Regions from separate parts of the Mus musculus genome. Here all the other regions are linked to region 3. A link is a contact called in public HiChIP or PLAC-seq and promoter capture Hi-C data. All regions are on one chromosome and are shown on one strand. The core of a region is the stretch at or near the end of the contact, and the rest is flanking DNA. Distances in the headings are between cores, read along the strand shown.

Region 1 (6,628 bases), core at 1,076-3,575, 930 kb after region 3:
GAGGCAGAGCAGGAGGATCTCTGATTTTGAGGGCAGCCTGGTCTATACAGTGAAACCCTGTCCAGGAAAAAGAAAAAAAAAAAAAAAAGAGGGTCTGTTCAGAGACTGGAGGGACGGCTCAGTCAGTCAGGAAGTGGCTGCCTTGAGTTCCCTTGAGTCTATCGCTATGATAAAGCTTGACATGCTGTAATAGCATCTCTAAAGCCCATGCTGGGGGCGGGAGAAGGTCAGGTAGAGACAGAAGGATGCCAGGAACTCACTTCAGCTAATCTGTCATTTCTGCGCTCAGTGGAATCCTGTCTTTAAAATACAATAATTAAGCAGGGCAAGGTAAGGCCGGGCAGTGGTGGCGCATGCCTTTAATCCTAGTAATTGGGAGACAGAGAGAGGCAGGTAGATTTCTGAGTTCGAGGCCAGCCTGGTTTCAGGAGTTCCAGGACAGCCAGGGCTACACAGAGAGACCCTGTCTTGAAAAAACCCACAACAATGGAGGCAGGGTGTGGGCACCAAACAACAGCTCCTGAGGTAGCCTTTGGGGACCTGTGCAAGAACGGACTCCTGGCTTCTTCCCCTTCTACATCTCTGGAGCAGCAATTCTGCAGCCACTCCAAGTCTATGGAACCCAAGGCAGGGAAATAACCCAAATCCCAACTTGACCTCATGAACCAGAGTGGAAGGGAAGAACTGACTTTCTCAGGGCTTCTGAGACTTCATATACATGCTTCAGTCCATAAATAAATGTAAATGCAAAAGCCAGAGCATGATCGAGGAAGACCGCTGATAGTGACCTCTTACCTCAATACACACATGCGCGATGTGGACCAGCATGCACACGTGCACATACACACAAAGCCACATCATCACACACATATATGAAAGAAATGCTTTAAAATGGGTCCCTGAGTGCTGGCCTAGCATGCACAAAGCCCTGTGTTCAGCCTGAGCATCACACGAGCTGGGTGTGCTGGTACATGCACTCAGGGAGGCTGAGGCAGGAGATCATCCTGGACTGTATGTGTTGTATGGAGAGTTTCAGGCTAGCCTGGGAAACATGAGGTCCTCTCCCAAACAAACAGACAAATAAATATAAAGAAAAGGAATCCTTGGGATGTGGTTAGTGGGTGGCGGATGACTCTCACCCCAGCACTCTGAAGGTAAAGACTGCATGATCAGGAGTTCAAGGTTATCTTTTGTTTGTTTGTTTGTTTGTTTGAGTCTCTGGATGGTTCTAGCCAGGGTTTCTCTGTGTAGCCCTGGCTGTCCTGGAACTCGCTTTGCAGACTAGGCTGGCCTCGAACTCAAAGATCCTTCCAAGGTTATCTTTTAATAAGTTTGAGGGATGGAGAGAGGGCTCAGTGGTTAAGAGCACTGACTGCTCTTCCAGAGATCCTGAGTTCAATTCCCAGCAACCACTTGGTGGCTCACAGTCATCTGTAATGGGATCTGATGCCCTCTTCTGGTGTGTCTGAAGACAGCTACAGTGTACTCATATACATAAAATAACTGACTCTTTAAAAAAAATGATGAGTTTGAAGCAAGCCTGGTGATAAAAGCTCCTGCCAGGTTGGGGGTGGGTACACTGGAGAGAGAGCTTAGTGGTTTAGTGTACTCGCTACACTCCCAAAGAACTGGAGATCTCTACTCACATGTCGGGAGCACACACACATACACACAAAGAGAAAATAAAAACTATAAAAAGACGGGTGCCCTCTATGTCCACCCAGCTCCCCATATCCGTTCCTGAAAGTTCTCAACGGATCCTGTATCAGATCATTCTAGTACAGGCTCTTCAGTAGCTTCTCTTCCACTGTGTGACTTGCAAACTTGCGGTCTTTGCCCTACCCCAACCCTACGCGTCCGCCAATAATAGATCACTTAACCCTTCCAATGTCTCCTGTTCCCAGGGCCGGGCTTTTACCTCCATAACTCTGATACCCTCTTTCCTCACGAAGTCACCCTTTAGTCCAGGACAAATTCTTGTATCCTTCATTCCCTCTGGCCCAAGATCACTCCGCCTGTCCATCACTCCAAGCTCAGCTGCACCTGTCCCATCCTCATCCCGCCTCCGCCCCTTCCCTTCCTGCCCGGGAGCCGCACCTGGCCTGAGCCTCGTCCAGGCTCTGGTCGGTGATGGCCATGATCTGCTGCAGGACGTCGCTCGTGTCATGGCCTAGTGGAGCTGTGGTCGGCAGGCGGCGCGGGGCGGGCTGTGGCGGCACGGGACGCAGAGGGGCGGCCATGGGCTACAGTCCCGAGCGAGCGCAGAGGGACAGGTCCCGCCGGGCTCTCGCGCTTGCGCAGCAGCCAACCGCCGCAGACCCAGGGACCACGCCTCCTTCAAGTCCACTAGCCAATAAAACGCCCTTTTCATCTATCTTCGCCGTGCATCACCCTCTCCTTCGCGATGCGCCCCAAACAGCTTCTCAACGGCTGCTGAGGGTTGAGGGTTGTCTAGGAAACAGGAATTCTCTTCTGATCCTCCCACCCCTCAGGACACGCCCCCTGTGGGCGCCGTCACCAATCAGCACCATGCACTGTTCCCCCTCCTCAGCGACTAGCTAGAAACTTCCTTTCTCAACTGCCAGTAAGAAAGGAACCCCATGGTTGGGGTTGCCATGGTAACGACTACCGCCTGCATTTGCTTAAGTCTGGTGCACTTTATGGCTACCTTCCCCATCATAGGCCCTCGTCCCTTGCTTACTCCAGTGCCTCTGCCTTCTCTTTAGTCCTGGATCTGTTTAGGTTATCACTTCTTCACAGGGCCCGGGTTCTTTACAGTCATTCACATCTGAGTTTACTTCCTCAGAGGCTTGCATCCTCACTGTTTGCTCCCCATCTTCATATTTTTCAAAAATTTCAAAAATTTGTGGGTGGGCAAGGCGACACATGCCTTTAATCCCAACACCAGGGAGATGGATCTCTGTGAGCTCTAGGCTAGCCTAGGCTACATAGTTTCCAGACAGCCAGGGCTATACAGAGAGACCTTGTTTCAAAAATAACTTGAGACAGAGTCTCTTATTGCCCATGCTGTCCTCAAGTTTGTTATGTAATGAAGGTTGCCCGAGTTTGCTATGATTGGAGCATGATCTCGAACTTTCTTCTACCTCTAACTCCTAAGTGCTGGGATGAGTGCTGTGTGCCACAGGGCCCTGTTTGTGTGGTGAAGAGGATGGAATTCAGGGCAGCAAGCATACCAGACAAAACCCTACCAACCTAACTATATCTGTACCCTAAATTTTCAGCGTCTTGAGTCAGTGCCTCATATAGTTCAAACTGATATCAAATTCACTGGTAACTGAGAGTGCCTTCCCCTCTCCTCACTGCCCTGGCTACTTCCTCAGAACTGTGGGTCTTCCTCCTCATAGCTCCCCACAGCTCCTCAGAATTCCCACTCCCCAGTCCTGCCTCTTCCTCAAGGCCTCTCACACCTGAGTCCCAGGCTCCGCAAAATTTCTGGTCCTTTTCACAGTCCCTCCCACCCCCCGCCCTGGGGTTCTCCCAGCAGCCCTCAGGGTCCTCCACTCTATGACTCCTCAGAATTCTTCTGGGCTGGTGAGATGGCTCAGTGGGTAAGAGCACCCGACTGCTCTTCTGAAGGTCCAGAGTTCAAATCCCAGCAACCACATGGTGGCTCACAACCATCTGTAACATGATCTGACTCCCTCTTCTGGTGTGTCTGAAGACAGCTACAGTGTACTTACATATAATAATAAATAAATCTAAAAAAAAAAAAAAAAAAGAATTCTTCTGACCTCAAGAGCATCAATGTCTGCAATATTTGACTTTTTCTGGGGAACTGCTCTGGGATAAGAAGTTAACCTGACCAAAGAAACAACTTCACTCAAGTCCAGTTTTGTGAACCAGGGACTTTATTGAGGTTCCTCCCCAATGCATGGGCAGCTCCAGCAGAAATGTATCATCTTCCCTCCCCCACCTTCATTATGGGTCTATAATCTTTATTGAGGAGAGTGGTCCTATGCATATGTCCTGTATTTGTACAAAAACATATTAGTGGTCCAAACTTGTGAGGTCATGCATGAATGAACGCAGTTCTTGATTCAACATGGCAATGACCATATCCAGCCTGGAGGGGTATGACTGTTTCCCATAAGTCCTGGGCCCCTCGAGCATAGTCTCCTTTGGCTGGTCACCAGAATCCTGTTATAACCGTATGGACCTTCCATGCTTACCCCAACTCTGAATAAAGATACAGAGACATGTTTATTTATAAATGCCTAGGCCTTATAGCTAGGCTTGTTCCCAACTAGCTCGTACAACTTCTACTAACACATTTATATTATTCCATGTCTGCCTCATGGCTTGTGACCTCTCGGTCTCTAGTACTGGAGCCTGCTTCTTCCTCCATGTTGGGCTTCTAGAGCCTGACTCCTTCAGAGTTCAATCTCTCCCTGCAAGTCCGGAGCTGGCAGTCTCCGGCTTCACTATAGGCCAACAGCTTTTTATTAAAACCAGTCAGAAGGGGAGAGAGGGGTGTTAACAAAACCAGCATCTGGGTAATAGGAAGACATGCTTTATACAGTGCACAAAAAGGTTATCCCTCCACCGTGCCTTTCCCTAAACCTTTCTGTTTCCCTTTTACCAGGCTTGGGGGGGGTGGGGGGACAGATGAAAAGTGTAGATTTGTGTAGATGGCAGGAAGGAAGCTAGAATCCAGTACCTTTCTCCACTGGAGAAGTTAACTCTATTGTTTTATCAAGATCCAACGTGGGAGTGACCTCAACCTGTTTGTTCTTTTAAAATTTTGTCATTGTGTGTATGTGTGTGCGTGCATGCACACACACAATGTGTTTACACACCACAGCACAAGTGTGATGTGTTTGTACATCATAGCCCAAGTGTGGAGGTCAGAGAACAACTTTCAGGACTTGGGTCTCTACTACCATGAGTCCAGGGATTGAACTCTTGTTGCCAGGCTTGGCAGGAAGCGCTTCTCCCTGCTGAGTTCCTTAGATCCAGTCCTTCCTTCCAACCCCAGCATTCCAGGTCTAGCAAATGCTAGCACATGGCTAAAGAATGAAGACTTTGCCGAATATCAATGCTCAGGTGTACCCCAAGACAGAGAACTCTCACAGGCCTTTTGTCTCTCTTGTTTGTGAGTCCTAAAAAGGGACACACACACACACACACACACACAAATCCCTCTCTAGAGATACAGAGCCTCCCTGAATGTTTGCTCAGAGACAGAATTCAGGTGAAGGCTTGGTGAAGGGTCAGTGTGACTGCGAAGTCAAGTCATCTGCCTTTTGTTCTTACTGAAGAGGAAACTCAAGCAGCATGTGTGTATGGGGGCGACGGGGCATGGGGAAGATGGAGACTTCCGGGGGTGCCTGGCAAGAAATTCAAATGTGTAAGCACAAGGAAAACCCTAGGCTTGGCCCCAGCCACAGGAAGTAATAGAAGCCTTTAAGGTGGGCCCAGAGTGTACAAAAGGTCAGACAGTGGCCCAGCACTGCACAGGCCTGATCTGGGGGAGGGAGAAGACTGTAAGTTCCAATGGTCTAAAAGAGACAAAAGCTTGATGTCACACAGCAGAGAAGTCAAGGAAAAGCCAGGCTAGGGCAATGGCTCAGTACTTTTTAAAGCGCTTGCTACTCAAGTTTGAAGACCAGAATTCAGAACCTCAGAAATCCACATAAAAGTGGGGACAGGAGCAGTGTCCTGAGTATATCTCCTGCCTTGGAGGGCAGAGACAGGGGATTGCTCAGAACAAGATGCCCAGTGAGACTAGCTGTATTGGTGAGCTCTGGATGTGACAGAGACCCTGCTATGTTGACTAAGGTGGCCCTGCCTTCAGGGCTGACTTGACACATCTCCAGCCTCCACATGCAGAGGTGCATCCACGCAAGTGCAGAAATCTGTAAATCACAAGGCACTTTCCTTTAATCCCAGCTCTCAGGAGGCAGAGGCAGGCTGATCTTTGTGAGTTAGAGGCCAGCCAGTGCTACACAGTGAGTCCCTGTCTCAAAGAACAAAAAAGCATAATGCCTCTAAGTGGAAAAGGGAAAATAAAATGTAAAGGTTGACAAGATAAATCCCTGGATAGCATCTGGATGGTGCTGATGGAGGACAGCCACTAAGGACAGGTGACAGAGCTGACTTCTGCAGGCCATCAGAGGTCCCCAAATCAGGATTCAATTGGCTGCCTCCACCCATCCCTAAAGTGACCCATGTCCAGTATGCCTGGAGCTCCTAGGAGGTAGGAAAGGGACACTGTCCTTCATGGACACCTGGCTGCAGGGACACTGTCCTTCATGGACACCTGGCTGCAGGGACACTGTCCTTCATGGACACCTGGCTTCAGGGACACTGTCCTTAATGAACACCTGGCTGCAGAGGTTCCTGGGCTATCACCTTGGAACATGAGGCACAGTTTTGCCAACTGCAGAGAGTTTCTGTGGTTGTGTGATGTTTAGAATTCTGGAAACTTTTTCAAGGGTGTATGAATGCTAGGGCCCCATAGGTAGTGTGGTTGGTTGATCATAGTTTGTTAGTAGTTGTGCTCAAAGAAGAAACAGGAAGAAAGAAATTAGATTCACAGATCTCAGTATCTTTCTCCCTTTTTCTTTTTCTATCTTGTGACTGATGGGGTGAAACCAGAGGCATAAAG
Region 2 (6,656 bases), core at 3,251-5,750, 700 kb before region 3:
ATCTGGAATTCCCTTAGGATGTAGCTATCTCCTCCTGAGTGCTGGAATGACACACATGCACCCAGGGTTTTACTTGTACTGTGGCTGCCCTGGCACTCTGAAGACCAGGCTAGCCTCAATTTCACAGATCTGCCTGCCTCTGCCCCACCTAGTGCTGGGATTAAAGGTGTACACCAGCAACACTCAGCTTTTTTTTTTTTTTAAGATTTATTTATTATATGTAAGTACACTGTAGCTGTCTTCAGACACACCAGAAGAGGGCGTCAGATCTTGTTACAGATGGTTGTGAGCCACCATGTGGTTGCTGGGATTTGAACTCCAGACCTTCGGAAGAGCAGTTGGGTGCTCTTACCCACTGAGCCATCTCACCAGCCCCCTGACACTCAGCTTTTAAACTTTACTTTTCATACATGGGTTCTGAACTAGCGCTGTGTGGCATGAAGCTAAGGCTTCCATTGTGCTGTCTTCTTCTATGGCTCCCCACCTCACTGACTGGCCTGTTCATTACACTGTGTTGTTGTGTGTGATGAATGTGTAGGGGGCAGAGGACCCCTCTTACCCACCTTCACATGGGTTCCAGTATCAACTCAGGTCACCAGACTTGACTGGCAAGTGCCTTTTCATGCTGAGCTATCCCACTGGCCCTCGTTCACTTAGAAATAGGAATTCATGAAGTCCAGGTTGGCCTTACCTTGCTATGTTGCTAAGAATGATTTGTTCTGATCATCCTGCCTCTGAGACCCTGGAATCTCAAGTGTGCTTCACCGGGGTGTGTGGGGTGCTAGGTATGGAACTTGGGTTGTTCCATGCTGGCCAACTGTTCTGCCAGAGGCATAGCCTCAGCCCCTTCATTTATATTTTATGACAGGGTCTCTCACTGAACCTGGAATTGGACCATTTTGGCTAGACTGGTTGGCTAGCAAGCCCCCAGGATCTGCCTACCACTGATTCCCAAGTGCTTGGGCCACTGATATGTCTGGCCTTTTGTGAGTATGGGGATATAAACTCAGGTCTTCAAGCTTGCACCATAAACAGTTCACTCACTGAGACTCTCTTGGATAATTTTTTATGTCAACTTGATACAAGCTAGAGTCCTTGGAGGAGGGAGCATCAATTAAGAAAATCCTTCCATAAGATTGGGTTGTAGGCAAGCCTGTGGGACATTTTCTTTTCTTTGAGACAAGGTTTCTCTGTGTAGTCCAGGCTGGTCTCAAATTCTGAATGCTGGGATTAAAGGTGTGTGCCCCAGCTGGAAGAAAGGACTGGGTCTGCAGGAGGGATTGGATAGGGGGTAACTACAACATAGGGGGGAAGCCTGAGGGACCTGGAATTTGGACCCCTGAGGTAGGACTAAAACCTTGGGCCTCTGGAGAACTATAGCAGGTGTTAGAGCCAGACTTAGGGCAAAATCTGACACTGCCTACCTATCCTCCCCACAAGAGTGCCATGTCTGGGAGGAGGGTCAGGAATTCAAGGCCATCATGGCTATACATTTTTTTTGTTTTGTTTTTGTTTGTTTGTTTGTTTTTCGAGACAGGGTTTCTCAGTGTAGCCCTGGCTGTCCTGGAATTCACTCTGTAGACCAGGCTGGCCTCGAACTCAGAAATCCACTTGCCTCTGCCTCCGGACTGCTGGGATCAAAGGCGTGCGCCACCACACCCGGCACATGGCTATGCATTTTATTAATCAGAGATTATTGGGGAGGGCTCAGCCCATTGTGGGTAGTGCCATGCCTGGGATGGTGGTGCTAAATTCTATAAGAAAGCAGGCTGAGTAAGCCATGAGGAGCAGGCTGAGCACAAGTGGCACCCTTCCAAGGCCTCTGCATCAGCTCCTGCCTTCAGGTCCTGCCTGACCATCTTCAGAGATGGACTGTTAACTGAGACAGAATAAATTGTTTCCTCTACCAGCTGTTTTTGGTAGAAACCAAACTAAGCCACAAGTAAATGGCATATACAACATATAAATACATCAATCTAAAACAATGCCACACTGGGTGATTTAAGAGTGGTGCTGGCTTCCGATTTGGCCCGATGTCTCGTCTGTAGTTAGTAACTGACTGTCCTCTCCTTTTATGGTGTGCATTCCTGGGATTGAACTTAGGTCCTGAAGCATTATTTAGCAAACGCCTTTACCTGCTGAGTTATGTCAGCAGCCCCTGCCTTGTCATGAAGGGACCCGTTGTCTGATGGGTCACGTGGATTTAGAGCTGGGGTGTTGGAGCACATGGGGGTCAGATCTGAAATAGAAACATAGAGGCCACAGGAACTGAGAGAGAATACTTTCCTGTATGGGGACACAGAACCTATGAACTAAAAGCCCTGTTGGAGTCCTGGGGTCAAGCAGAAGCCCCAAGATCCCTAACCCCGACCAGTCTTCCAGAACTGTAAGTTAATACATACGTAGTGGTTCAAGAAACGTGAATATTTATTAAGTCGGTAATACTTTGGAATGGCTGGAAACGTAGGGGTGGTGTCTGTGTTTTAATGACCCCGTCTTGCAAAGATGCCTTCAAATATATTCACAGAAATGGATGAGGTATCGCAGGTGCTGGTGGTTGGTAAGCAGCCGTCGACGGGGGATGCGTCTAAAAACCTACGAAGGGACAGACCCCCACTTTCAGCTTGCCCCAACTTCTCGCCCTCGGGCAACTCTACCGGCGTCTGAGTCTATTCCCTGCGACGTTGCGCTCCTCAGTGGCTCAGGGACTTGCGGCCCTTCAGCATGCGACGGAGGATGACCTGCACGCCGGCAGGCGTGCTCAGCCGACGGACCCAGCCGTGCTTGTGCTTGCGCTTGATGTTGCTCGGCTGATACTCGTTTCCGCGCGCGCGGCCGCGAGCCTGCTGCAGGGAGAGGAGAGGCCAGGAGTCCGGGAGCCCCATCCAGACTCTGGACTGGAGATACCTGTGGGACCAGAGGAACCGTGAATCTCAGAGAATGTACGCTGTATGACTTTCTGAGCCGCCTTTGTAATGGGCAGGGCAACAAAAGAGCTTGTTTACAAAAGGCGCTACATAAGTACGCATGGTAGTCTATAGAGACCACCCTTGTTTCCATTCTGGAGCAGGGTATCTCTGAACACTCACCTGCCACTCAATAGGGCCACCGATCTGCAGGCCTGGCACCCAAAGCACCGGGCTAGGAAAGCCATATCCAGCGGCGGGTCAATGGTCCGGTCGTCCGGGTCAATGCCAGTTCCTACACTCTGGGCTCCTTGACAATGCCTTCTGGGAAATGTAGTTCTTGTTGCCGCGGGGCCTTCCGGGAGCTGTAGTTCCACACCTGCAGGTGACGATAGTGGGGTGGGGGTTGGGGGATGTCTGTCCTCAGTGGCATGTAGTTCTCCAAAATGACCAGGAGAGGGCGAACGAATGTAAACTCCTGCGTGTGCGTATGACATTCTGTCCCCCTGGCCTTCTGGGAGTTGTAGTTCTTCGCCTCGGCCACTGGTAGAGGGCGCCCCAGAGTGGTGGTGACGACTCTGGCAGCAGTCTGGAGAACTGGCTGCTGGCCTTTTCACCCGCCCTCATTGAAGACGGGCAGCTGGCACGCAGCGGGCTGGCAGCTTCTTGGCGCCCGCAGCCAAGACTTCTCTTGGCGCGCGGCCCGGATGTCCTTGAGTTCCAGCTCTTCATAATCTCGAAAACTCGTGCGTTGTGAATTTGCTCTGGTTAGTTTAATCCTTCAGGCTGGCCTGGGGGAATTTTCTTCCCGCAGCTCAGATCTGGACTCCTGTTCACACACCTTCCATAGCTCTCCACTGTTTAAAGAAGATGTCCAGACAGCCGTGCCAGCAGCCACAGGAAGCCGTACACACCAGCATTTCTGAAGTTCATGGTCCTTACCATGAACTAAATGGTAAAATGGCTAGTTGTGCCTACAAATAATTGAGGCGATGTGTTGAGTACTTATTGTATGTAGAAGGTGTGTAGAAGGGATGGCGACAAGTGTTTGGGCTGCACCTTGAGCCCATGAGCGAACAGCGCGCCAGGGTGGGAAGGTTAGCCTGGGGCTCAGTCTTGGTGTAGCAGAGACCCCATCACTAGGATGCAATTCCCATTCGCTAGTTCTGCAGCAGCTCTGACACTTCTGACACAGCCTCTGGTTCAAATGCCTGCCTTGATGTTTTGTCTGTTTCCCGACCTGAAAGTGTAGAGATTTGGAAGTGTGCAGAACGAGAAGGTCAAGAGACAGAGGGCATACCGCCTTGCGGGAGGCAGAAGCTGGCTGAGGAGACCCTGTCCCAGACAGAGCACATCCACCACACCCCCAAGCTACTCGCTGTCCCTCGACTGCAAGCCCTTCTCGGTCCAGGCTCTAGCCCATCCCTCCCTCATTCCCCCCAAACTCTTCACAGGGGTGGGGCTGCTGCTTGCAGACCGCGCGCTGATCCTGGGAAGAGAAGCCTCTGGTTGGACGGTTATCTAGGCCAGACGGCTCGCCGCTGCCATAGGCCGAGATGCCTGCCCATCTGCTCCAGGCCCCGCCCACGCTGGGTGGGACTTACAGGGCCGGTTTGCTACGCGGCTGCGGGATGCCCCTGCGTTGACCGTCCGGGCCCGCGCCTGTCCGCGCTAATGCGGCCAACCCCGCACCACCATGTAAGCGGCACCTGCAGGTGGACGCTGGCTTCTCCGCCCGGGACCCCTGCGTCCTGCCTCGGGCCCCGGGCCCCTCGATGACCTCAGGTGAGCTGGCTCTGTTCCCCGAGAGAGGAGTCACCAGGCTGCCAGGCCTCCACTGAGGGGTGGGGGGTGTCGCTGCCGGGGGTGGATAACCGCCAAGCTCCGCATTCGTACTGCTAGGATGCTGCGGAACCCCGGTAGCCTTGACCCCACCGCGGGGGTGACGAACTCCAGGGAAAAGCGGGTCGGGCTGGGAAACAGGACTGGCGCTGCGCTTTAGAGAAGCCGCCACAGTCGGGGTTCCACAGCCTTAGAAATGAGGAGCAAGGCCTGCTTTCCCCTCAAGTGCATCCGGGGCTATCACGAGCGGGGTATTTAATGACCATCACTCCAGCGGCGCCCAGGCCGTGATGGAAAAACGAAGCTGGCCCCATCCCTATGCCTCAGACAATGGGGGTGTGCTGCTCCGGTATCCCCTGGAGTTATGTAACCGCCTGTGGTTGTCATGGACACCGGGGGGGGTGGCCAAGGGAACCGGATGGAGGCCCAGAGCCCCCAGTCAGGTTCTGCCTTTATCTTCCTGGCTGCCACTAGGGTTGTGTACCCTTTGAACACAGGATGCTGAGGGCAGCAACCTCCATCAGTTCTCGATACTGTGCAAGTCAGCTCTAGCTCTCTTCTGAACCTGGAGCCGGATACAACCCGAGTTCTAGTGGCCAACATCCTTCCCCCGCCTCATTCGTCACTAGTCAGATTAACACTAGAGGCCTGAGCTAAGAACTTTGACATTTTAGAATAAGAGCCAGGCTTTATGGGCTGTCATCTCACCACCCAGGAGCTTGGGCACAAGGTTGAGGCCAGCATGGACTACAGAATGAAACCCCGTGTAAAAGGTTGGCAGTGATCGGGGTTCACACTAGTCATTCTAGTACTGGCAGAGGTGGAGGCAGGAGGATTGCAAGGAGTTTGAGACCAGTGTACAGCCCAGGACGACAGAATGAGACCTTGTTTCAAAAACAAACCAATGGCATCATGTTGATGCACATCTGTCACCCCAACACTTGGGAAGGTAGAGGCAGGAGGACTGTGGGAGTTCGAGGTTCCCTTTGGTCTTAGGAACACCTGTATGCTCAACCTGCTACAACTCCGGAGGTGGAAGGCAGAGCAAGGTCAGTCTGGGCAGCATGAGGATTTCCAAGCCAGCCTGGGCTACATGAGTTTCTTTCTCAAAAGTAAGCATGCAAACCAGCTTGCATCCATGCTTGCATAAATCAGTGTGTGGATGAATTTGTACATAAAGATACGGATTTGTGAATAAATGATAAACTCCAGCTGGTGGGGCAAGGGTCTCCTTGCAATGGGCTCTTGCTTTAATGTTTTCTCCTTCTGGAAGCCCCCCTCCCCCATGCTCTCTTCAGTATTGTACTAAGGGACACCCTGAGAACTTGTCTGGCATTGGGGTGTCTGGGGAAACCTGGAAGGGGCTTCCAGGTCCTGCTTACCCGATGCAAGACCAGAGCCACCAACACTGAGCTAGCCACTGTTCCTCTCTCCAGAACACACCATGCTGACTGGGGTGACAGATGGCTTTTTCTGCTGCCTGCTGGGGACTCCCCCTAACGCCGTGCGGCCACTGGAGAGTGTCGAGTCCAGTGACGGCTACACATTCGTGGAGGTCAAGCCAGGCCGGGTGCTGCGGGTAAAGCATGCGGGGCCCGCGCCCATCCCCACGCCGCCACCACCACCTCCTGAAGATGATCCAGGGGTCAAGACGGGCCTTGTGCGCTGCCAGCGCCGTATCACAGTGTACCGCAACGGGAGGCTGGTGGTGGAGAACCTGGGCCGAGCGCCTCGTGCCGACCTGCAAGGCCGCAGTGGCTCCGGGGACCCGCCTGCTGCACTCGAGGTTGAGCTGGCTGAGCCCGCAGGAGGAGACACCCGGGCCAACCCAGGCAGCGGGCGACGGCGCCGCCCACGGCGTCCGAAGAGGACCATCCACATCGACTGTGAGCAGCGCATCACCAGCTG
Region 3 (7,216 bases), core at 1,929-4,428:
TCACCGAGGAGGCTGGTAATCACTGGAAATGGAATTCGGAGGGTGCATAGGAGTTCGCCCTGCCTTTTTCCTCAGGATCCTGCTGAACTCCGAGCGACTCAAGTCTCGCATCGCGGAGATACACGAAAGCCGCACGAAGTTGGAGCAGGATCTGCGGGCGCAGGCCTCCGACAACCGTGAGATCGACAAGCGCATGAACAGCCTCAAACCTGACCTCATGCAGCTGCGCAAGATCAGGGACCAGTACCTCGTGTGAGTCGCACCCTCTCCTGCTCACCAGGGGGCGCTCGTGCGCATCACTGCTGTGCTGGGTAAACCACGTTCTGAGCGCCCCTTTGGGCCGCCAGAGATACTGCACTTGGAACCCACTCTGGTTTACCTCGGTTTCCCAGGCATTGCTCACTTACCTCTCCCTTGTCAGGTGGCTCACCCAGAAAGGTGCCCGACAGAGGAAGATCAACGAATGGCTGGGAATCAAGAACGAGACTGAGGAGTGAGTGATGTGCTGCAAGGGGCAAAAGGACTTCATAAAGGGAGGGGGTACTCGCGTTGGTGGTGGAGGATGAGAGCTCTCCAGGCAGTGGCTCCTCTCCTGCTTCACCCCACAGCCAGTATTCACTGATGGAGGATGAGGACGCCCTCCCCCACCACGAGGAGCGCACGTGGTACGTGGGCAAGATCAACCGCACACAGGCGGAGGAGATGCTGAGTGGCAAACGAGACGGGACCTTCCTCATCCGGGAGAGCAGCCAGCGGGGCTGTTACGCATGCTCCGTGGTGTGAGTGCTGGGCTATGGGTTGGGGTTGAGTCATTTGTGTTGCGAATCCATTGTGTGCATTGAGCACCCATTTCCATTGTGTGCTAGGCTCTGTTGAGCTTGGCAGTGAAGAGGGGGAGAGGCAGGCATGGCTTCTTCTCTGAGCAGCTCTTTTGGCCACGCAGGGTGGACGGCGACACGAAGCACTGTGTCATCTACCGCACAGCCACCGGCTTCGGCTTCGCAGAGCCCTATAACCTGTACGGGTCCCTGAAGGAGCTGGTGCTGCACTACCAGCACGCATCACTCGTGCAGCACAATGACGCACTTACCGTCACCCTCGCACACCCTGTGCGTGCCCCCGGGCCTGGCCCACCGTCTGCAGCACGCTGAGCGCCCACCTCGCCTGCCTCCCTGTCCATGTCTGTCTCCAGATCCCCTCCCCTGGTGAACACGCGCAGGAGGCCATCCCTCCCGCTGCGCCTGCCATGTTTACAGAGGCTGTGGGGCCACTGGCCTGGGCGCCCTGAGTTCTTCAAGCCATATCCCCGGGGTTAGAAAGGAACCGCGCTAGGTGGTTTCCAGGAACTCAGGCCTGGACACTCGGGGCCGGGCGGGACCCGCCCCGCGGACCCCAACTTCCCCTCTTAAGGTCGAAGTGAAACCAGTCACAGGGGGTTACCCCGCAGCTGCCGAGAATCTTCCCCACTCTGGCGGGCAAAATACAAACTCTGGCCCTCGCCCAGGCCCTGCGCTGTTCTCCAGACTGTGCAATCGCCTCCCCTTTGGGACAAGGGCCCTGGGTGTGTCCCTGCTCCCTGGACCCCATACCTGCCCAGGGCGGATGGGCAGCAGGTTTTGTACGGTACATTTATTGATACGAATATGAAACATTGTACCTGTTGGCTGAGTGTCTTTGGGGACTGGAATTCCTAAACCCTGTTGCGAACGACAGACTTTGTCCTGCCAGTGGCCATGCCCCATACCCATGTCCTGGCCTGCCAGGGACCCTAAACCCAAGAACAGCCCCTCTTCTGCTGCCCCAGCTCCAGGGTGCTCGGACAGACACAAGCTGTGACGCCCATGTCGTCCTTAACTTCCTCATCAGGAAGAAAGGCAACAACCTCCCAGCCACCCAGGCGGGTGTCGCCTGTCCCTAGTCTCCCTGATTTGTGAGGGGAGACCAAGCTCTGGCCCTCTGCACACTTGCTGACCAGACCCCAGGATCTGTGCTCATTAGCAAAAGTCCTGCACTAGGGTAGGAACACATCAAGACTTAAGCCCATGAGTACTTTGCCAAGTGCTCCCATTCCCCCTCCAGCGCGTTTAGGCTCAGCTAGGACAGTAACGGACAGAACCCGTCCCTGACCCACTACCCTATGGGTTCAGTTGGCCTTGGTCCATGCTGCATCCTGCAAGTGACCTAAGACAAACAGCACCTTGTGACCCCAGAGCCTGGGAAGCTGAGGCACAATCACAAGCTTATTAGCTGGGGAGACAAATCAACAAAAGAGAAAACAAATGTTATCCGTACTCGTGGCCTCAGGGGTGGTCTCTGCCCAGCTTGCAGAGGGGTGAGGGTTGGAATCAAGACTTGGTTAGAACAGAACTCAGCATGTAGCCATCCCAAATCGCCATCCCCTCTAGCTTGCTGTCTCCTACACAGAAAACCCGGTTTTCTCACGCTTGGAGCTGGAACTTTTCCTGCTGGTGCTGCTGTTCTGTGGCCTGTCACTGCTCCAGGGACCCAGGGTTCAATTCTCAAACTGACTTGGTGCAGAGGCTCTCACAGCATGATCCTTTCCTGGCGACTCTATCCACAGTCATGTGTCACTAGCACCCCATTTCACAGACTGGGAAACCGCAGCTGATGGAAAAGGACAGTGTCTGGAGTCCAGGCACATCTCCAGTCTCACACTCAGTTGCTGGAAGCAAGTACCTCAGCTATGTCCTCAACCCAAGCCAGGGCCCAGAACCAGAGATGGGAAGTTGCCCTGCCTAAGCTAGCTTCTTTGCTGTGGCCTGAATCAGCGGAGGTGGGGGGATGTGCCGGGCGGGCGGGGCTGGCTTGCTGTGACCTGGAGTCATGGCAGTAAGAATTAGTGATGAGAATGTGTCACTCCCCCACCTCCGCTGGGCTCTGGGGAAGAACATGAGCCTCCTGTCCCTCGGTCTGGTCGTCACTGTCTGGAGTCCCCCTTCCCATGCCTGATCCAAAAACTTCACGTGACCAGACATGCTAGCCGCGGAGGACTGGAGGCTGGACAGAGTCTTGTGGCCTCGTGATTTGGGACCAGCACCTGGCTGGGGCGGAGCCTTCAGGAAAGGAGTCCCAGGGTTAGAAGGAGCCTGGATGGGGCGTGGACTTAGTGGGTGGGGCCTCCACTTGCTTAAAGTCTCCCGCCTTCCTGGCCTGACCAAGCAGTCCTGCCAGCTTTTTCCTCCGCAGCCATGTCCTGGTCTCCGATCCTACCATTTTTGTCCCTTCTGCTTCTGCTGTTCCCACTCGAGGTTCCCAGAGCAGCCACTGCGTCCCTTTCGCAAGCATCCTCCGAAGGCACAACCACCTGCAAGGTAGGGACCGCAACGCAGGAAGGGGCCCAGGGTCAGATGCCCGCCAGTCTGTCAGCTTAGGGACTTCTCTGCACTTATTCCGTGAACTCGTTTTGGGGAACTCCAATGTCTTCAGGGAAAGCTGTCACGCCCAGGGCCGCCACCCCTAATCCAGTCCCTGAACTCTGAGTACCGTGTCCACGTCCTTTCTCTTCCCCATCTCAGGTCTGAAAAATGCAGCTATCCCCTGCCCGCCTTGCCTGAGCATTTATCAACCACCTACCGGATATGTCTGAGTGAAGAGCTGAGGGATGGGCACGCGCACGGGGTGTGTGTATGTGTGTGAGGGGGGGTGTTCTGCTCCAGACCTGTTGAATCACTGTCTGGTCTCCACCCTCACACAATTCTTGTCGCTTACGGTGTGCGTTCCAGCCGAAGAAGAGAGGGGGCTAGCGTGCTTCTGACCTGGAGCAAACACATGCCCCGCACGCCTAGATCCTTGCTCAGACTCGGCCCGCCCTCCCCGGGGACCGGAAGTCTCTGCACGCATCAGGCACCTTCTGTGTCTAGTCGGGCATCAGACTGGGTGAAGTTTCCCTGGGTCCCTGGAGAGGAAGAATAGAGTCTTCGTGGGTGAAAGGCATCGCTGTGATGCGCAAAATTACAGAGGTGGGGAGGGAGGAGGGACGGAGAGAGATCAAGCGAGAGAGCATGTATTTGGCTTCAGAGTGTGCATCTCTGAACAGACAAAGCTGAGCGAGAGAGCAGCAACTAGAAATATGCATATCTTTTTTTTTTCTTTTACTTTATTTTACTTTATTTTGATTTGGTTTGGTTTTCTGTTTTGTTAATGGAGGGGACAGAGTCTCAGTGTAGGGCTGACTGTCCTGGAACTCACTATGTACAGCAGGCTGGCCTGGAACTCTTCCTCTGCCTCCCGGGTGCTAGTGTTGTCTTAGCACTTCCTGAATATAGTTAAAGATTGTGCATTCGCTGAGCACCTACTGTTTGAGAGCCTGTCAGGTTCCGTTTTGTAGATAAACTGTGATTGCGGAACAGGATCTAGAGTCTCGAAAACCTCAGAGGGGGAAAAAAAAGCCTGGCGGTGGTGGCGCACGCCTTTAGTCCCAGCAATTGGGAGGCAGAGGCAGGCAGATTTCTGAGTTCGAGGCTAGCCTGGTCTACAAAGTGAGTACCAGGACAGCCAGGGCTACACAGAGAAACCCTGTCTCTAAACCCCCCCCCCAAAAAAACCCTCAGAGGGCCCGGGATGTGGCTCACTGGGAGACTGCTCCCCCAACACGTGCAAAGAAACCTTTAGTCCCCAGTGCCACAAGGCTGAACGAACTATAAGGGTCTTGGCATAGGGCTGCCCTCTTCAGGGGTGACCGGGGCCATACCTCACCAGACACCTCTCTTCCTTTCAGGCCCACGATGTGTGCCTCTTGGGGCCACGCCCATTGCCCCCTTCACCACCTGTCAGAGTCAGCCTGTATTATGAGTCCCTGTGTGGAGCTTGTCGCTACTTCCTCGTCCGGGATTTGTTCCCAACCTGGCTGATGGTGATGGAAATCATGAACATCACCCTGGTGCCCTACGGGAATGCACAGGTACTGGGGGCGGGGCAAAGAAACTGAAGCAGGAGGGATGCCAAGGGACAGGAACACCTGGTCACCTGAGCTCACCAGGAACACCTAGTCACCTGAGCTCACCAAGATCCATTGCTATCTTGCAGGAGAGAAATGTCAGCGGTACGTGGGAGTTCCACGTGCCAGCACGGGGAGCTGGAGTGTAGACTGAACATGGTGGAGGTAAGCTGGAGTGCGGACCTGCGGTGAAGGGAGGCGGGATTGGCCACTTTCTCTGGACAACACTTGCCTGCCTCTCCAGGCCTGTCTGCTGGATAAGCTGGAAAAGGAGGCAGCGTTCCTAACCATCGTCTGTATGGAGGAGATGGATGATATGGAGAAGAAACTGGGACCGGTGAGTTGTTGGGTGGGAGGTTGTGCCGCCCTGGCTCCAATATCTAGGCAGGGGATCCATTCCTGAGCCACGCCCCAGGCCCTCACTAGGGGGGTTCTAGGCAGGGCTCCTCCCCAAGTCACACCCCTAGCCCTTGGCGTGACTTTCCCTCACGTAGTTTCTATACAGGAAAACCTTTAGGTCTATGAGCAAAGCCTGGGATCTTCACTATTTGTAGACACAAGACACAGGTGACAGGAGATAAGCCAGGCCGAGCCTGCTTCCCAGAGCATTGTGGGAAATAACGTCCAAAGGTTCACAGCTCTCCAATCACTACTGTGGCTTATCAAACAAACGTCAGGCCTCCCAGCCTCCTGGAGCCTGCGGGACACTCCCAGCCCGACTCCTTTGGTAGGACTGGAGAGTCAAGGAGCCTGAGCACCAAGGAGACACCAAGGAACAGTAGGGTGTTGCCAGCAGAGGGATCGGCATGTAAGGAGGCCCTGAGATAATGAGATACCAGGGGGCAGAGGCTGCAAATCCGGTGTTACTGGGAGGCAAGAGCACCCAAAGACTCAGCTTCAAGGAACCTCCACCCAGACGGACAGTGAGAGGGGAGAGGTCTGTCTGGGGCCACTTGGGGGCTGATGGCGAAATGACTGAACAATGTGTCCCCCTCTTCTCACAGTGCCTGCAGGTGTATGCTCCTGAGGTGTCACCAGAGAGTATCATGGAGTGCGCCACAGGAAAACGGGGCACACAGCTCATGCATGAGAATGCCCAGCTCACAGATGCCCTACACCCACCCCACGAGTATGTGCCCTGGGTGCTGGTCAATGAGGTAAGAACTCTCTAGCCAGCCAGGGCAGCACAGTCTGAGTTCAAAGCCCCAGAGTCATGTAAAAAGCATGGTGGTGTATTCCCCAGCACTGAGTGTTGCTACAGCAGTGACTCCAGGCTCGGTGGTTAAGAAAGCTGGCCCTCTTTGCAGATGACCTGGGTTTGAGTCCCAGCACCAGCTCCAGGGATCTACCGCCCTCTTGTGGCCGCCATGGGTACTACATAAACATTGTGTACACACATACTTGGGGGCAAAACATCCCTACACATGAATAAGATAAACAAATCTAAAAATAAGATTTTAATTAGAAAAAAGACACCAAAGCCAAAATAACAAAAGACAACAAAGATCCTCCATTTTGAGCTCTGGCCTCATACACAAGAGTCTTTGTCTGAAAGATCCCAAAGCAGAGTGACAGATCAGCCGCCCTGCCTAGGTCAGTACAAGTGAGAGTGTTCTGGAACTATCAGTGATCCCCCTACGTCAGCTCCCAGGCTCATTCCTCTTACCCAGCTGTGCTTACCCATGTCTCCTGTGATATGCAGAAACCTTTGAAGGACCCCAGCGAGCTCCTGAGCATAGTCTGTCAGCTGTACCAGGTAAGCTGGGCATGAATCATGGGGTTCATCTAGGGGGGTTGAGTCTCCCCAGAGGTCCCCCATTCCTAGCCTTTCATCCCCCTCCAGGGAACGGAGAAGCCAGACATCTGCTCCTCCATTGCCGACTCCCCCAGGAAGGTCTGCTATAAGTAAAGGCATAACCTCAAACTCGTCCCAGGAAAAACTGCCCAGCTTCTTCAAATTGCCAACCTGCAAGAGCTGCTGCCTCGCTATGAAAACCTTGCACATGTCCCACAAAGCCCAGACTCCAGACTTCTCAGAGACAAGGATCTTGCCTTATTTTCAAATGGTGCTAAATTTAAATTCATAGAATAAATCATCTATACTCCTGTGATTCCTTTTTCCTAGAGTTGGAGTTTGTGTTTTTGTCTTTAATGTGGAGCTGTAACCCAGGGTACTGCACCTGCTCAGCTCTCAATGCCCCAGACCCTAGAGTTCATCCCATCTGAAAAGCCAAAAAAATGCCAGTCTCTGGGAATTAC
Region 4 (6,601 bases), core at 1,853-4,352, 870 kb before region 3:
TTCTGGCCTGAGAGGTTCCTGAATGTGTGAATTGATTGGTTTTTTTAATTATTATTTTAAATGTCTGCAGAATCAGTCTGCAGGTCTAGAGTGAGTATGTGTCTGTGTGCATATGTGTGCTTGCCTGTGTGTATGTATGGGTCTGCCTGGGTGGTGTGTGTCTGAGTGTGCAAGCATACGTATCTGTGTGTGCATGTGTATGTCTGTGTGTGCGTGCATATGTGTGAGAATGTATGTATGTGTGTTCATGCACATGTTCTCCTGTGTGTGCATGTCTGTGTGCAAGCATGTGTGTCTGTGTGTACATGTAAGCATATGTGTTTATGTGTGTGTGTGAGTGTGTGTGTGTGTGTGTGTGTGTGTGTGTGTGAAGGCACTTGGAGCTTGCAGGACTAATCAGGGCATTTCAGGCCTCCCCAACACTGGCTTGGGGCATGTGGGGGGTACAGAGACCTCGAGCCCTCCCTCTCCTTGCCTTCTCCTGTAGTCGGGGTTATAGCCTTCTAGGAGTCCCCAATATGTGCAGTGGTCAAGAAGTCTACATTCAGAGACAAAGGTAGATGCCTCAGATGGGAGGCACTAGTATCCACTTCAATGACTGGGGGGAGCTCACCCTATGATTCCAAGGGGCAGGGAAGTCCCACTGAGTATCCTCCCAACACGCATCAGAACTCTGACCTCCGCCTGGTTCTCTCCACAGGGCAGGGTGAAACTGCCAAGCCACTCAGACGTAAGCCTGGCCTCTCACTGTCTGTCTGGCTCCCACCCCATCCCTCTTCCTCCCTGCCCTTCCTCTCTGTGGTCCGTGCCGTCGGGGGCATCCTGTGGCCCTGTCTGTTATTTCTTCTTCCTCTGTCTGTCTGACTTGTTTGTTGGTGGGTAGGGAAGGGCAGTGGGAGGCGTGGAGGGTGCTCAGGAGGGCCCCCTGCTTTGCACTGGAGCACAGGTGGGTGCAACAAGGGAAACTGAGGCTCAGACAGGTAGGCTCTGGTAACTCCAGCTCACAGCCTCAGGGAACCCTAAGACTACAGGGCTGTAGTGCAGCAGAAGCCGCTCACTGAGCACTCACGGGGCCAGACTGTGACTTTTGTCCTGATGTGTGTGTGAGGGCCTGGTTTCCATCCCCAGCAGGACAGAATAGCACAGAGTGACAGCCTGAAGTCTCAAAGCCAGGTGGTGTTTCCAAACATCCTCTGCTAAACAGGCCAACCATAGCCCTGGGCCATCCTAGCTGGTGGAGCCAGCTTCCCTCCCACAAGTTACTAATTAGCATGGAGATACCAGGCCCAGAAAAGACTAGGCCTGAGGTCTTGCAGTTCAGTGGAGAATCTGAGGATGGGACCCATTCTGCCAGGCATTACCTGTGATGAGACCAAGACAGCAAACAAGACATCAAGGAATTACACATTCTTTCAAGGCCATAGGGTGGCTGTGACCACCATCTAAAGGGGTAGCAGTTTCAGAGGGGTTAAGTCACCTATCCAGGGCTGCATAGCCTGGCTGGAGTTTTCACCAAGACCTGCCTGGCTCTGCATAGCCATAGTTGGCATCTGGTGGGCATCTTGGGGAGAGGGGAAGTGTATGCAGATGCCAGTATGTGAGGAGTCTTCCTGATGCTCAAAGAGTCCTCCACACCACCCCCAGGGGTGACCAGGGGAAAGGAAATTCCCCCAAGGTGGGTCCCTGAATGCCCAGCCTGGCTCAGGACCCATTGCCACTAACAAGCCCATCTCTGTCCTCCCTCATCACGCCACACATGGACAGGCGGCCACATGCCTGTTTCTCTTATGTCTTCCAGTTGTGAGGTCATGGTGGGTATGACAGGGTGGGCAGTCTTCCCAGAGAACCGGGCTTCTCCTGCAACAAGGTGCCATGTGCCCCTGGATCTCACTGGAGCTCCTGATCCTGCTGTCCATGGGTCTCAAGCATTGCTTGAACCTTTGGACAGGAACCAAGTTGGCAGTTGGGTTTGGGTCACTCAGGATGGGGAACTATTTAGAAAACGCACACTCTCACCCGAGCTACCTGCTGTTTTCCACAGGGGACACAAATGATCTTCAATGCTGCCAAGGAGCTGGGCCAGCTGTCCAAACTTAAGGTGAGGGGGCAGAAGCTCTCAGGAGAAAGACTAGGAACAGATCAACAGGCAAAAATCCCTGCTCCCAGACCTGAATCCCACTTAAAATGTCCTTGAGTATAATGGATCAAGGATACAGATCACTTGATCCACAGCATGGAAAGCAAAGGCTCACAGTGTAAAAGCTTTGCCCACCTAACCTCTCCCTGCCATCCCCACAGGATCACATGGTGCGGGAAGAAGCCAAGAGCTTGACCCCGAAGCAGTGTGCTGTTGTTGAACTGGCCCTGGACACCATCAAGGTAAGGGAGGGGCTACAGAGGGTTTTAAGAGAGGGCATGAGAAAGTGGGATTTGAGGAATGCATAGGAATTTACAAAGTAAAGTATATGGGTAGCGAGCAGGGAGTAACTTTCCATCTGTGCATACAGTAAATACAGTGGTCCTGGGGCAGCTGTGGCCTGGTGAAGATGGGGAGGGTGAGAGGTGCTGGGAGCCATCTGAAGCCTCACTGTGTCCACCCTCAGCAATACTTCCACGCGGGGGGCGTTGGCCTCAAGAAGACCTTCCTGGAGAAGAGCCCGGACCTCCAGTCCCTGCGCTACGCCCTGTCGCTCTACACGCAAGCCACCGACCTGCTCATCAAAACCTTCGTGCAGACGCAGTCAGCGCAGGGTAAGGGAATCTGGTGCTTTCTTCCCGAGCCAACCAGAGTCTCCCCGCCCAGCCGCAGGCTCCTCCCCTGAATGACTGACAGAACTCCATGGGGGCGGGGCATCCGACATCTAGGCACCAAAGGTGATTCTTTCAAGACAAAGAAACAAGGGGTGATGGGCAGCCGTTGGAGGGAACCTCACTGACTCCAGAAGCCAGGATTTTAAAGCTTCCAGGGCAACGGAGTGACTGTCATTGAGGGGCGGGACCTGGTTGTCCGCTCTGGGGCAGGACTTCTATGGTACTCTTAGAATAAGAGAAAATTGACAGCTCTAGGTGAAATCTGATGTCATGGATTCAAAGCGTGGCTTCCTCCTTGGGGGCGGGGCCTCTGCGCTAAGTCAAAGATGTGGAATGATTGACAGGTCTAGGAGGTTCAAGGATCTGGCCCTGGGAGTTGTGGGGACCTGGGAGGTGCTGGGCCTCAGGTCTCCCCGATCCCTCTGTCTGTCTGTGTTGCTTCTGTCCCCGTCCCTCTGAGCTCTCTCCATGCAGCAGCTGAGGCCACAGGGCAGGGGTCCAAGGTCCTAGTATCTCTCTCTCTCTCTCTCTCTCTCTCTCTCGGGACCCCCGTTCAGAATTACCCCAAAGGTGCCATCTGGGCAGAGGTTGGTGACCTCAGGCTTTGTTCTTGTGGTGGAACGAGGGAGGTTGTTATCCATGGCCCCCAACCCCGCACAGCGGGTGGAGCCCAAGCCTCAGTTTCCTCTCCTGTTCTTGTTGCTTTTGGTGTCCCTAGTGTTCCCGGAGTGGGAGGCTGTCTGTCTGTCCGTCCGTCTGCACTGACGTTTCTTTCTCTCTCCCCTTCTCTCTCTCTCTTTCTCTCTCTCTCTCACTCTCTCATTCTCTCTTGCTCTCTCTCTTGCTCTCTTGTTCTTCCTGTCACTCGCTGCCCCCTTTCTGCGCCTCCCCCCCCCGCCCCCCCCCCCGCCACGTACACTCCTCCCTCCTCTCCTCCTCCCTCCCTGTCCATCCTGGTCAGTCCATGGTGGAAAAGGGACTAGGTTTACCCTTAGTGAAGACGTTTGTCCTGAGATGGGTACGTGCCTGCGCCGCCCGCCACCCGCACGCGGTGCCCGGTGCCTGCGCCCTTCCCCCTGCCCGGCTAGTAAGACCCCGGCCTTCCCGCACGGGGGCGCCATGTCCTCGCACATGGGGAAGGGCGGCTTGCTGGCTCCACCCAGGGAAGGAGTCCCCATCCCTTTCTCCCAAGACACACGCATCCCAGGCTGGGCCTGCGGCTTCCATTCCCAGAAAAGCACAAGAAAACTAAACAATGAAGTGTGCTCAGATCCTAAGTCAGCCATTCTGCAGCCAGCCTCCTCCCTGACTGTTCTGTCCCCTGGAAAACAGGGATAGTCAAGATGGACATTTCCAGGTGTGCCTGATGGCACAGGCCTGTGGTCCCTGTACTTGGGAAGCAGTGATAGGGGGATCACATGTTCCCACCAATCTTAGTCAAATACCCGCCCCCATCCAAAAAGAACTTGCATCCTGTCCAGTCTTCCCACAGGCACCTGAGGTTTCCTGTGGTTGAGGGTCAAGGCAGCCTCCTTCCCCTACAAGAGACTCTGGTTATGGTGGGAGGGTGGAGTGTGTGACAGCCCCTTCCTGGTGGAGCCAGCAAACCTGGGGTGGGGGCTGGCACCGCCCCCTCCTCACTTCTTACTAGCCTGGGCCTTGATCTGACCTTTTACACAACCCACCATGTCTAACTCCCCAGCACCCCACCTCTGGCCCGGACTGAGCTTGCTGAAGCATTGGCCTGGGGGGAGGGGGCTGAGCATGTGACTGGGGAGGTATCTGAGATGATATGGGTGACCACCTGAGGTGGACAGTGCTGGGGCCATGAGCGCAGGAGTCTCCTGGCCGCCCTGTTTCCTGATCCCCATCACTTCCTGTCCAGCACAGGTAACCTGGATGGACCTCTGATGATCATCTTGCCTTCCACATTCTCTTCCTTGCCATGCCCGTGCATGGGGTGCCCTGGGAGTGGAGAGCTGCCTGGGGCGGGGCGGGGCTGGGTGGGGTGGGGGGTATTGATGAGGTGCTGGTGGCCACAGCCTCACAGGCCCTGGGATGTGCATCTGAGTCACAGGTCTGGATGGTTAAAGCAGTAGTTTTTAAACTGACCCCTCATGAGTCCCCAGCATAACCAGCATGACACTTAATGGTGATTGGGAGGAGCCCTGCACATGGCTACCACACAGACAAATTAGTTGACTAGGAAACTAATATTAGGGGTTTGTTGACATCAGGAATGGCTGGATCCAGATTCCAATGCCATTGGTCAATTGGTATCCTTGGAGACCTTTGTGGCCAGATTACAATAAAAATTAGGAACTGAGTTTCTATTAGCCCAGCCTGGATCACATGACCATGCAGAGGGCAATCTGCTTCCCGGGCAGGAAATGCCCTATGTGGACTGTTGTAGCTCTCTAAGTCACCACAGCTTTTGAAGAGCTGCTCAGTGGGAACTGAAGTTTGCCAGTAGATCTGGAGTCAGGACAGGGGCGACAGAAGCTGTCATGTCAGAGGGCAGGGCATTCTGGGAGGCTTCAGAAGGCTGGGAAGGAGCCTGTGGGTGGGGCACTGGACTCTAAGGGCCTCTTGGGAGGGAGCCTGCAAGAAGACACAAGTGCTTCCTTGGAGCCTGAGATGGGAGCCACGGGAGGCTCTTGAGCAGAGGAGGGATGGGCTAGGCCAGGCCGTTTTTACTGTTGTATTGGTGGCCGAGAGGGAGGAGAGCCGACCCTGGGAAGCTACTAGCCAGGGTGTCAGGGTGGGAGCTGGGCCAGGTCTGTGCAGGACATGAGCAGATTCCAGATACATTTTGAAGGCAACATAGTCAGGACTTTTCTGGGTCCCACCACCTCGGGCTAGTGTGAGGACAGGGAATTGGGTGGACAGAGGCGAGAGGGAGAAAAGCTGTGGAAGAGTCGGCAGCACTGACAGCCAGAGAGAATCATTGAAGCAGGCTCAGGAGGCGGGAGAGAGAGCCCAGGAGAAAATGAGGCAGATGCACTCGGCTCAGGGAGGTTAAGAGATTTTTGCCTCGGACCGGGCGTGGTGGCGCACACCTTTAATCCCAGCACTCGGGAGGCAGAGGCAGGCGGATTTCTGAGTTCGAGGCCAGCCTGGTCTACAGGGTGAGTTCCAGGACAGCCAGGGCTATACAGAGAAATCCTGTCTCGAAAAACAAACAAACAAACAAACAAACAAAAAAAGAGATTTTTGCCTCAAGTCACACATCAAAGCAGCGAAACCCCACAACTTAGGACTCTTGGCTTCCTAGTGGCACCTGCCATCCCTCCCCTCAGTGCTTCGGTGACCTGTGGCTGCCAGCACAGGGTGGGGGAGGTGACTGAGGGTGCTCCTGGTGGGTGGGGAAGAGCCTAGTTCACATCAGGCATCTTCCCTGTCCCACCCAGGCTCTGGTGTGGAGGACCCTGTAGGTGAAGTGTCCGTCCACGTGGAGCTGTTCACACATCCAGGAACTGGGGAACAGAAGGTCACAGTGAAGGGTGAGTTGGCCCGATGAGGGAAGGAACCAAGTTCAGACTCACTGAAGGTCAAGGGCAGGGAATTGATTTCTTTGGTGGTTTAGAAAATGGAAAAATCCTGAGCTAAATCCTTGTCAGGCTTGGCTGCATCCGGGAATTCCAACAGGACCCCAAGCCTTAGTCCCTCTTCCCCCGTCTCCTGTCAGAGAGGCTTGCTGGAGTCTCTTTCTGACCTGAAAAACCAGAGAGTGGTTTTGTCACACGAGGAACATCACTAGACTTCCCCTCTACCCCAACAGTGGTGGCCG

Evidence for each region. Promoter capture Hi-C pulls out the DNA fragments that hold promoters and counts their contacts. HiChIP or PLAC-seq counts read pairs in DNA pulled down with a chosen protein or histone mark. Capture Hi-C pulls out chosen DNA fragments and counts their contacts.
Region 1: a promoter capture Hi-C map of liver shows a contact between it and region 3, with 2.9 times the contacts expected there. The contact joins the promoter of Pbx4 here to the promoter of Ifi30 in region 3. A contact is called at or near these places in 1 of 39 promoter capture datasets (liver) and 1 of 115 datasets of contacts at active chromatin or transcription factors (pancreatic cancer cells).
Region 2: a promoter capture Hi-C map of liver shows a contact between it and region 3. The contact joins the promoter of Abhd8 here to the promoter of Ifi30 in region 3. A contact is called at or near these places in 7 of 39 promoter capture datasets (the 3T3-L1 cell line, cranial neural crest, hippocampal neurons and 3 more), 1 of 15 datasets of contacts at CTCF or cohesin (embryonic stem cells), 8 of 484 Hi-C or Micro-C datasets (LSK cells, cerebellar granule neurons, embryonic stem cells and 4 more), 14 of 115 datasets of contacts at active chromatin or transcription factors (the NIH/3T3 cell line, Th17 cells, astrocytes and 9 more) and 1 of 9 other capture datasets (liver).
Region 4: an H3K27ac HiChIP or PLAC-seq map of microglia shows a contact between it and region 3, with 6 times the contacts expected there. The contact joins the enhancer-like site here to the promoter of Ifi30 in region 3. A contact is called at or near these places in 3 of 39 promoter capture datasets (cranial neural crest, hippocampal neurons and liver) and 8 of 115 datasets of contacts at active chromatin or transcription factors (astrocytes, bone marrow-derived macrophages, embryonic stem cells and 3 more).

What each region holds. Positions count from the first base shown.
Region 1 is chr8:69,828,321-69,834,948 of GRCm38.p6, reverse strand. Pbx4 (pre B cell leukemia homeobox 4) reads right to left here and starts at 2,325. Exons shown (of 8, transcript NM_001024954.2): 1 at 2,098-2,325. The coding sequence starts at 2,240. Lpar2 (lysophosphatidic acid receptor 2) reads right to left here. Exons shown (of 3, transcript NM_020028.3): 3 at 3,847-6,628.
Region 2 is chr8:71,461,501-71,468,156 of GRCm38.p6, reverse strand. It overlaps Abhd8 (abhydrolase domain containing 8), which reads left to right and starts at 4,500. Exons shown (of 5, transcript NM_022419.3): 1 at 4,500-4,691; 2 at 6,185-6,656. The coding sequence starts at 4,682. It overlaps Mrpl34 (mitochondrial ribosomal protein L34), which reads right to left and starts at 3,231. Exons shown (of 2, transcript NM_053162.2): 1 at 3,090-3,231; 2 at 2,404-2,907. The coding sequence starts at 3,154. The coding sequence ends at 2,694.
Region 3 is chr8:70,762,625-70,769,840 of GRCm38.p6, reverse strand. It overlaps Ifi30 (interferon gamma inducible protein 30), which reads left to right and starts at 3,178. Exons shown (of 8, transcript NM_023065.3): 1 at 3,178-3,332; 2 at 4,739-4,921; 3 at 5,047-5,076; 4 at 5,078-5,122; 5 at 5,202-5,294; 6 at 5,962-6,114; 7 at 6,660-6,713; 8 at 6,801-7,068. The coding sequence starts at 3,210. The coding sequence ends at 6,866. It overlaps 6330537M06Rik (a long non-coding RNA gene), which reads right to left. Exons shown (of 2, transcript XR_003947402.1): 2 at 2,266-3,916. It overlaps Pik3r2 (phosphoinositide-3-kinase regulatory subunit 2), which reads left to right. Exons shown (of 16, transcript NM_008841.3): 13 at 76-252; 14 at 422-493; 15 at 609-779; 16 at 944-1,665. The coding sequence ends at 1,151.
Region 4 is chr8:71,630,667-71,637,267 of GRCm38.p6, reverse strand. Unc13a (unc-13 homolog A) reads left to right here. Exons shown (of 44, transcript NM_001029873.2): 38 at 701-730; 39 at 2,042-2,098; 40 at 2,299-2,379; 41 at 2,604-2,751; 42 at 6,222-6,314; 43 at 6,593-6,601. Gm39195 (a long non-coding RNA gene) reads right to left here. Exons shown (of 2, transcript XR_870506.3): 2 at 6,006-6,526. Mir6769b (microRNA 6769b) reads left to right here and starts at 6,162; the gene lies at 6,162-6,221. Within about 2 kb of position 3,102, at least 71 of the 459 cell types and tissues checked have an H3K27ac peak or open chromatin away from gene starts, as enhancers often do. A contact at or near this core is called in bone marrow-derived macrophages and microglia, where this site is marked.